2 separate regions of the Mus musculus genome follow, and region 1 is linked to region 2. Evidence: chromatin contacts called from public Hi-C data. All regions are on one chromosome and are shown on one strand. Each heading gives the region's core, a stretch centred on a gene start, on an enhancer-like site or on the middle of the called end of the contact. The rest is flanking DNA. Distances are from core to core; before and after follow the strand shown.

What was found. A called contact is a pair of places that touch in the nucleus more often than the background predicts.
Region 1: a contact with region 2 is called in a Hi-C map of bone marrow-derived macrophages, with 19 read pairs. The contact joins two enhancer-like sites. A contact is called at or near these places in 1 of 15 datasets of contacts at CTCF or cohesin (stem cell-derived epiblast-like cells), 4 of 484 Hi-C or Micro-C datasets (bone marrow-derived macrophages, cortical neurons and embryonic stem cells) and 3 of 115 datasets of contacts at active chromatin or transcription factors (the NIH/3T3 cell line, bone marrow-derived macrophages and large pre-B cells).

Annotation. Positions count from the first base shown.
Region 1 is chr13:109,209,856-109,214,712 of GRCm38.p6, reverse strand. The region is part of intron 3 of Pde4d (phosphodiesterase 4D, cAMP specific); the gene reads right to left. Among named protein-coding and RNA genes, the nearest start is that of Mir582, 110 kb to the left of the region's middle. Within about 2 kb of position 1,747, at least 27 of the 459 cell types and tissues checked have an H3K27ac peak or open chromatin away from gene starts, as enhancers often do. A contact at or near this core is called in bone marrow-derived macrophages, where this site is marked.
Region 2 is chr13:108,683,520-108,688,367 of GRCm38.p6, reverse strand. All of the region lies in intron 1 of Pde4d (phosphodiesterase 4D, cAMP specific), which reads right to left. Among named protein-coding and RNA genes, the nearest start is that of Pde4d, 32 kb to the right of the region's middle. Within about 2 kb of position 1,672, at least 43 of the 459 cell types and tissues checked have an H3K27ac peak or open chromatin away from gene starts, as enhancers often do. A contact at or near this core is called in bone marrow-derived macrophages, where this site is marked.

The DNA of each region.
Region 1 (4,857 bases), core at 498-2,997, 530 kb before region 2:
AAGGGCTTAGAGATAGTTGAATGAGGGAGACACTTGTCAATGTTATTCTTATTTTAGAACTTTCCCACAGAGCACTGGCATTTTCAAAATTAGTGTTGATCCCATCAAGGAACTAGTATATGACATGTATGTTGGAGCTCTTTAGTGTAGTGTTTCTAAGCAATAAATACAAAGTTATCGCTTTTTGTAGTGAAGAACTTAAAAAGCCAATCTAGTAATCGTTGGTTGTTAATTTCCTACTTGCTTGGTAAATGCTGACATGCACAGTGGACAGAGTGTTCACAAGTCTCATGTTTAACCAGTTACCTGTAGCTGTGTGCTATATAGCATTTTCCACTGTTAAGGCAGGGGCAGCTTTTAGCTCTCCCGAAAGGCTGACTCAAAGAACTAAGGAGTACATGTCCCTCAAGCCAGAGCTGTCCCTCATAGACCTCAGATGAGCATGGCACAGTGTTTGCATAGAATCTCTGCAATCTGTCCATATTCTTTCAATCATCTCTATATATCCACGATGCTTAATACAAGTGCTGTGCAAACAGATGGTGTATTGCAGTGGTTCTGAGCCTTCCTAATGCCCCAAACTTTAAATACACTGCCTCTTGTCGTGGTAAACCCTGACCATATTTTTTTTTTCGAGACAGGGTTTCTCTGTGTAGCCCTGTCTGTCCTGGAACTCACTCTGTAGACCAGGCTGGCCTCGAACTCAGAGATCCACCTGCCTCTGCCTCCCAAGTGCTGGAATTAAAGGCATGCACCATCACTGCCCGGCCATAAAATTATTTTGTTGCCACTTGATCACTGTAATTTTGCTAGTGCTATGAATAGTGATGTAAATGTCTTATATAGAGAAATTTTGATATGTGAATGATACGTGAATGCTCTTGAGTTGCAAGCTCCAGGCTGAGAATAGTCCATCTGTGCCCAATTTACCTGTCATTTCCCCCCTGTAGTTTCTACTCATAGGCTTTAAAATTGTCATCAGAGAGACTTCATCAGCAACTGATGGGAGAAGATGCAGAATCCCACAGCCAAACATGAGGTAGTCCTGAGGAGGAGTGGGAGGAAGGATTGGAGGAACCAGAGGGGTCAGGGACACCGCAAGAATATAGCCCTGACCAGGACTCACAGGAATCAGGGAGTCTGCAGAGGTCTGACCTCGGTCAGCTGCATATGTTATAGCTGAGTAGCCTGGTGTTCTTGTGGGATTCCTAACAATGGGAACATGGGCTGTCTCTGACTTTTTTGCCTGCTTGTGGGACCCTCTTCCTACTGGGTTGCATCATCCAACCCTCTCTCTGTGTGTGTGTGTGTGTGTGTGTGTGTGTGTGTGTGTGTGTGTACAGCGGGGCTGGGCTGGGGAATGGGTGTGGAGGATCTGGGAGAGGAGGGAGGTGGAGGGGGTGGGAAGCTGGGGGAGGGGAGAGGGCAAGAACTACAGCTGGGGTGGAATATATGAGAGAATAAAAGAAAAACAACGAAAAAAGTTAGCCAAACCCTATTACAGTGCTTTAGCAATCTTGTAGACTACCACTAGGTGTCGCTCAAGCCTTAGAAACATTAAAGCGACGCTTTTAAATTTATTTTATTATTTATTTTTCTTTTTGGCGTTCAAGGGCTAACATAAAAATGCTTTCAGTGGGTTGGGTGGGTGGGTGGTGGGTAGGTGGGGACGTTACAGCCTTTTCCAGAGTTCCCAATCAGTGACATTCAGTGGCGTGTGCTGCTGCTAGTAGCCATGACATGGGGTGTAGAGCAGAAGTGTTCCCACTCTTTGTTGCTTATTTATCCTTTGGGTGTTACTACTAAACTAACGCAGGTCAAACATTGCCAAACTGTAAAATGACGGTTGGTTTTTATGTTCGAGCACGAAAGTGGCAACTATCTAGCAAATGAAAGCCTGTCGGAGTGCCTCAGCTCTAACTCAGCTCTCAAGAATCGTCACCTGGAGTCAGTGCCCACTGATTGGATTCCATTAGTTTGAATCCTGTTGGTGTCGTCTTCCTTATCGGTCAGCCCCCGTGTCACCACATCAGATCCACAGAGGACTTTCCCCCATTCTCCTGGTTACTCTGCCCTCTAACCTCCCCAACTTAACCTGCATTTTGGTCAAGGTTGATGCATGGTCTTGGTCAGTGAAACGTGGGAACATTTTTGGTGCGTATTGACCTTAAATACCTGAGGCTGTGTTAATGTCTGTGGCAACGGATTCACTTGGTAAGAGGGCCTCTTTCCCCAAACGCATAATTGGGAAAGAAGGTGGCAAGAAAGAGGCAGTGGGGGGTAGTTAGGAGGGATTTGGAGAATGGTAAGCCATGGATAGTGAAGGTCACCGACAGAGCTAAGGGGAACTTGGCCTCAAGGGAAACGGCACTGTTTCCTGTGGCACAAATGTTGCCGCAGAAGTCCAGGCTATCCAAAAAGCAATCGGCTGTCCTGACCTCAGGCACAGTGAGCGTCATCTTCTCTCCCATAGATGATCTGCCTGCCTGAGCCAGCCTCTTCCCTGGCAACAGGGAAGCCATGGGTCCGGATGAGAACTGCGGGAACCTCAGCCCCAGAGGTTTCGGTTTGGATTCTCCCGTGTGGCCCCTTCCTAAGTATCCCCCATCAAGGCGCGGGGCTTTTCTCACGCAGTTCTCATTTGTACAAACAGAAATAACCAAACCTCCCTGCAGTGACTGGGGCGCTGCTCCTGAGCCGTTTGCAAAAGGATTTCTCACGTTTAGATGTCCACTCCCTTAGATCTGGGTGAGTTCCAAGACTTTAGGCTTGGAAAGCAGAATGCTTTCCCCGATCCCTGTGGCCAGGCATAGGGGGATGCTAAATCCTGTTCCAATAGGTGCTCGACTGTCCCTTATGTCACCTGGTCACAGGTTTTTCTGGTTGTACCATTTCTTTTCACGCGTGTGACTTTAGAAAGCATGGTTTTAACAGCCCCAAGGAGTTTCCCTTTGGCTGCCTCTTCTCCCCCACCCCCCATTCCCCATAAGTGATCTCTCATACAGTCTGAGGCACCGGAAGCACCCTCTTATTAGCAGCTGAAGTGGCTCTCCCAGGCAATAGCAGGAGAAATACCAGAGGGCAAGTGCTGAACGTTGCTCACCTTCATGCTGGGTTAAGCTGCAGTTCGTTCACCCTGTGACATGATGTAATATTCCTAAATTCTGATAACAGTGAACTCGTCTATCCTTTCTACGCCTGTAAGGCTTGCTGTTAAGATGGTCTGTGATTTATTACTAAGCACTACCTGTCTGTATTTAAGTGATTCTTCGTGGGTATTTACTTCTGGTCCAGTCACAGTCTGTTTTGATGCTTGCTTACTGGTTTTTTGCTAAATGCACCGCTATGATTTTTGTTCTTGTTTGTTGTTGCTGTTGCTTTTGTTTGTTTGGTTTTTGGTTTGGTTTGGTTTTGCCTCCTTTAGAGCAGCAGAGAGTTTGGGTAAAAGTCACTCAGCAGGCCAGCCTTTTAATGGACCAGTCCTGTTGTATAGTAATGGGAGGAGCATTGCTGATGTTGGTTCTACAGCCCTAAGACACTGCTAAGACACTGACTCTCCCCCCCACCCCCACCCAAAGCATAGAAAACACATGTGTGCATAGATCATAAAGGTTAGTATCAGGGAGCAACTGTGGAGATGAACTAAAGTGTTTACCTCCATAGCTCATCACATCTTACCATCCAACTCACACACACACACACACACACACACACACACACACACTCACACATACACATATACACACAGACTCCCTCCCACCCCACACCCACAGCTATTGGCTAGTTTTTTACCAGAAACTTAGAATCAATCTTAATAATTACTCTAAAAGGTAGATTTATTTGCTGTAATAATTTCTAGGGTGATAAATTGTTTTTAGGTACCTCTTCCCACAAATGATGAGAAAATCTGACTATCTGACTGTAGGGCAAGGAGTAAAAATATAATATTCAATAAAGCAACTTGGGAAAGTGCGCAAAAAGTGACCCCCCCATTCTTAGCAAAAGTAAACTGTGTGGATTTTCTAGATAACCTGTATTTGGTTACAATCTAAGTGGTTGAATCCCAGTTTCAACCAAGGACTGTGGCTGCAGACATCACATTGGCCACAGGGCGGCACTGCAGGTCACCTAATGGAGCAGATGCACAGTTGAAATGTTTGAAAACTGCCTCTAAAATTCTGAAATTCAGTCCAACGAGGGGAGAAAAAAACGTCATGGGGGATAACACAAAGCTAGACACACAGTTCTACTCATTAACAAGAGCAATTAAAGCTACAGGACTCAGGAAAGAATCAAGTTAGCCAGTTAAAGACTTGGAGACTGTGTTTTTAAAGCACACACTTTATTATCTATCTATCTATCTATCTATCCATCCATCCATCCATCCATCCATCCATCCATCCATCCATCCATCTGATTTTTATGTGTTTATGTTACTATTGCTGATGTGTAAATGTGCATGTGGAAGTCAGAACATAACCATGGCCATCATTCTTCAAGCATAACTACTTTGTTATTTGAGATGGGGGTCTCTCAGTGACCTGGGGCTCCCTCTTATGCAGGCTAGAGTGACTAACTAGTTGTCCTCATCAGCACCAGGATTACAAGCATAGCCTATACCACGTGTCCAGTTTAGGTTTGTTTGGTGTAATATGGGTTCTAGGATTTGACCTCAAGTCTTCATGCTTGGAAACCACTTTACCAACTGAGAGATCTCCTTAGTCCCAAAGCTTAAAATGTTTATGATCAGGCCCTCTTAGAGAAGAGGTATGTTGACCTTTGCACTAGATCTACGATACTTTTCAGTGAGCCACATGGAAATAATAATTCCAGTTAAAGAAACTTCAATCCAGGACT
Region 2 (4,848 bases), core at 423-2,922:
GGAGGGAGGGAAGGATGTGTCAGGTACACTGAGGACCTTAGCACAGTCATAGATCAAGTTGAGGAGGTTTAAAGAAACAGCAGAGTGTGGGCAGGAAAGAAATTTTCTCAACACTTAGAAGCCAAAGGAGCTATCTGTCCACCATTAACTGATGGCATGCACATGTCAAGTCACTGTAAACAAGAATCCCTTTAGCATCTGCCAGCTTGGCAGTCTAGGCGAAGCGGCAGGGCTGTGGACCTGGAAATGCATGCAGTAGGTGAGGAGCCAGGAAAAGAATGGAGAAGCACAGAGAAAAGGGGCAACTACACTAATCAAACAAGCATGTGCTTCCAAGTGACTGCCCTGCCTGGCTTGCTCTACAGCAGAAAGGCTGGGCTTCTCCGTAGTGTACACGATGTCAAAGGTCTTTAAAATATGCTTTCACACAGACTGAGAGGAACCTAGTCTAGTCTTGTTAGCATCTACCTAAGAAGGAAAGATGAAAACTGCCAGGATAAGGTGTTGCATGTTACAGTCAAAGCTCCAGGAGTTCCTAACCATCTTTTTTTTTTTTTTTTGGAGGTGAGTTGATATATAAATATAATAATTATACCATTATATTGTATTATATTGTTGGATGATATCATATCATATCATATTTGGTAGATTTGGTTTCCTATAGATGGAGGTCTGTTGGCTTGAAAGAGAATGAGGATTCTGTGAAGGGTGGGAGTCAAATGGCCATATATTTGCATGAGTGTATGTATCTGTCAAAAATTACAGATTCCTACAATAAGGATTATAAGATGCAAATAAATCTGATTTTAGAGTGGGTGATAAGCCTATGGCATCATCAGACATTTCAAGGATCGTTTTATTCCTCCTTTAACATCATGAGAGTAAAAGCTGCTCTATGGTTTTTTAGGGTCTGTTTTGTTTTGTTTTCATATTCCTATAATGCCCATAATTCCAGTACCACGTGAGTCTCTGTTCATTTCCCAAACTCTGGTATTAATTAAGTCTGGACACACAATGAAAACAGGATCCCTACAAAAGGTAGTCATTCTTGGGAAAAAAATCACAAAAAAAGACAATGGGGGGGGGCAAGGTGTCACTATGGAGCCCTGGCTGGCCTGAAGCTCACTATATAGAAAAGGCTAGCCTGGAATTCATAGAGATCTACATGTCTATGCCTCCCAAGTGCTGAGTTTAAAGATGTGATCCACCACAGCTGGCCTAAGACAATGTTTTTGAAGGGACATGGTTGGAAAATGTATATCATTTGTAGAGGCACTTAACAGGAAATAAAACGCAATAAACTCTCCAATAATACCAGTTAATTGCAAAGTACGTGTACTCATCCTTCAAAACAGGAAGTTATGCAAATGAAGATGGGGGGAACAAGTACCCAGGGGAACGAGGCTGAGCATGTGGGTTACACGGGTGAACCAGACTCTCTCATGCAGGCAATGTCATACTCTTCACTTCTTGCAACTGAATTCAACCCTGGCTAGCTAGAACTGCAAAAGCCTTCTCTGATGGAGGACATGCTGGTTCACAGCCTCAGTGGGAGGCTACAGGACCATCATGGATGTCGACAAATGCTAGGACACACAAGCTGCCAAACAGCAAGGATAACAACCACCACTCCATAGCAATTATTATAACTAGCACCCTGTTGCTGCCAGCACTGACAAACAACAGATACAACAATACTGATACCTGAGGTCAAGTCAAACGGCTTCTTCAGCCAAGCTCTATTTGCTTCAGATCCTGAAGCCCCATGTGATTTGCATGACCACAGTCCCAGTGGCTACCAGAGTGTGGGGAAAGAAGTAGGAATAGCCTCCCTACAAACATCTACACTGCAGACAACTGCCCAAAACAGGAAGCAGGAGAGTGTTTAGTTCCCCCACAAGCCCAAGACTGACACGTGCCAAACTACATCACTTTCTTTAGCATGGTTGGTGTACAGCACCTCTATAAGATCCTTTCTATTCCTGGTTCCCTTTACAGAGTGTGGGGGTGGGGGTGGGGGATATTATTGTCTCAATCTGTAAGTCTTCTTCTACCATGCTCAAATAATGTCACACTTTAAACTGTGTGGTATTCCTTGAGCATCTCTGGCTCGTCTTCCCCACTATGCCTTTTGAAGGCAGGTATTTCATGGTGGTCATGTGTGTTTTTATCTCACCCTTATCCCCACTGGGATTAGTGCCTTCTAAAAGCTAGCCGCTTCGTGCATGTCTGTGTTCCTCACACAACTGTGTTCCGGGGCAGCGCAACACGTACAGTTGGAAGTGTGCCACATCTACTCAGCAGGATCAAATTCTTCCGAAGCAGACCTCTTTCAGTGCAGCTCACAGGAGATCTCTGCCTTAAAGGCTTCTGTCTAGAAGCAAACCACAGTAGGATGGATTATAAACCAGCCCAAACCACTGAAGATTATATGATGTGAGTGCGGTTTTGGAACCACCCAAGAACTGGCATAAAACCTCCCTGAGGTTGCCAGCATGCTCTCTGATGGAAGCAGAATAAGGGCTTAGGCCCACAGTGGGATGTTCAGGGAATCCCTGCTTTCAGAGCCTTGTCTGACATTGCACAAACTAAACAAAGGAAAAGCCTTTGAACCACACTGCCTTTGACAAAGAGAATAACAAGGGCACCTGAAGAGTACTTATTATTTTTCTGTCTTATCTTGGGAAGCAAAACAATGTGTCACTTGGCTCAGAACGGAAAGGGGGATTGCATTAATGGACTGGAGATTCTCCCCTGCCCACTTGAATGCAGAAATCTTTAAAAAGGTTGTAATGAGAATTTTATCTCTTCCTCGGATGCTACCCTCGTACAATGGTTCGTATTTTCAGTTGTCATTAGCATCAGGTGACACGTCTGTAGACTCACCTCTCCAGGAAATCATAATAGCCCTCTTCGATAAGGTTATTGAAGAGCAATAGAACAGAACACAAACTCATTATATCCCTTCCTATGGCACTTACAGTGTTTCTTAACAAATAAAATCACAAAGACATTCTTATTTGCTGCCAAATTTGAGCTTCAACCAGGCTTTAGGTTAAGGAGCCTCTCTAAGTGGTGTTCGATGAGTAATCTGAGGGAGAGGGATAAGGAGAAGTTCAAAGTCCAGAAAGGAGTTTGCACAACCCACTGACAAAGACAAATGGTAGCAAGATGGACTTCCAAAACCACTGGCCTCATATAGGTGCATGTAGGTTGGCCTTGTTCCTGTTGTATGTAATAAGAAGAAAGGCTATGTTCCCAAAGTTACCTTTTCATGAGATCTTATTCTGAACTTCTGCCATCAGCCAGCTTGCAAGTAAATGGGCAGGAATTCTTTAGAGAACTGCTTTATTTTCACAAGGAGACCATAAAGAACAGTGCTGGCCTAAGAAGGCTGACTCAAAACCAAAGGGGCATCAGTGACCCCCATCATTATGACCAATCATCTAGTGAGTCAACGTGATACCCTGTGACTGGTCTACGTGGAAAATAACAGGGTTTTCTGCTGTTCTGACATGTACACTTCACAGGACAATAAGAATTATAAATACTGAACATCATAATGGTCACTGAGCCCCCACTGTATTGTAAGAGAAGAAATGGGGACGACCAGCAGGAGGCCAGGTCTCCTGTCTCTAACCCCCATCCTGTTCCTTGAGTTCTCATGCTTTCCACCCCACCACCATTGCCATGGCTCTTCACTTTCCTGGCTGTGGTCCCAGGCAGATGGAGAAGGAGCCTTTGTGTAGAGGCTGATGGTGGATTGCAGTGGTCACTTCTAACTGTTGTCAAGGTCCAGTGGCTAAAGCCAGAAGAATCTATGGTCAATACAGTTCTCTTCTATTTGAGATTCTTACACACATCTCTCTCCTTCCACCATCTGTTCAATGGCCATGATTAAGCTAGCAGTACCCCCAACTGCATGACTCAAATATGATGAACCGAACCAAAATTTCTAGGCCATCCTTGAAAGAATCAAGAGAGCCTGCAGGGCTCTTCTCTGGGTCCTCTGATCCACAACTCGGTCAAAATAAGAGAATGTGTGGCTATGGAGGTGCTGAATCCCAACTGATGTATTTGCAATGCAAGCCGTAAACCAAAAGCACAAGGAGAATGCACAGGAGTCTGAAAGACTGCAAAAATAAGAGACTCGGGATGCCTGCTGCTGCATAGTGTCTTCTAAAATGACAGGAAAAAAATGTACCCATGAATTTTGAACAATAGAGTCACATAAGCAAGACCAGCATGATGACTTCGGCTACTACACCAATGTGGCTGACAGAAATTCCACACAGCCCTAGCTCTAGAAGATGGTTGCTGAGAGTGAGAATCAGTTGCCTCCAGGGCCAAACTCCCACATAGGCTGTCCAAGACCAAGAGGCCAGCCATGGACACATACAGCAATGAGCAAAGCTAAATGTAAACTCAGGAGGTTATATATGTGTAATGATGATGATTACAGAAGAGATCATAAATTTGGGGGGGGGGGCGGAGATGAAGGATTTAGTGAAGAAAGAAGAATGGAAGTAATACAGGAGATATGTTTGTGTATGAAATTCGAAACAACAACAACAAAACACCTTTAAACATGCAGTGAATATATTAAGCTGGAGTTAACTCACCAGCCAAACACCTTTTCATCAGCCTTTTACTCATCAGTATCTGATTAACACTAAATGTAAAGATAATGAAGAAGGAAAGCGGCCTACTACCCATGGGATCTGTGAATCTTTACAGGGCCTCAGCTTTTTCTGATTCTAGCCCATGAAGATGCTTGTAGAATCAGTAAGAGTCATTTCATCTCATTGGTGAATAGCAATGGGACATGCTCAGAATAGAGGAAGAAGG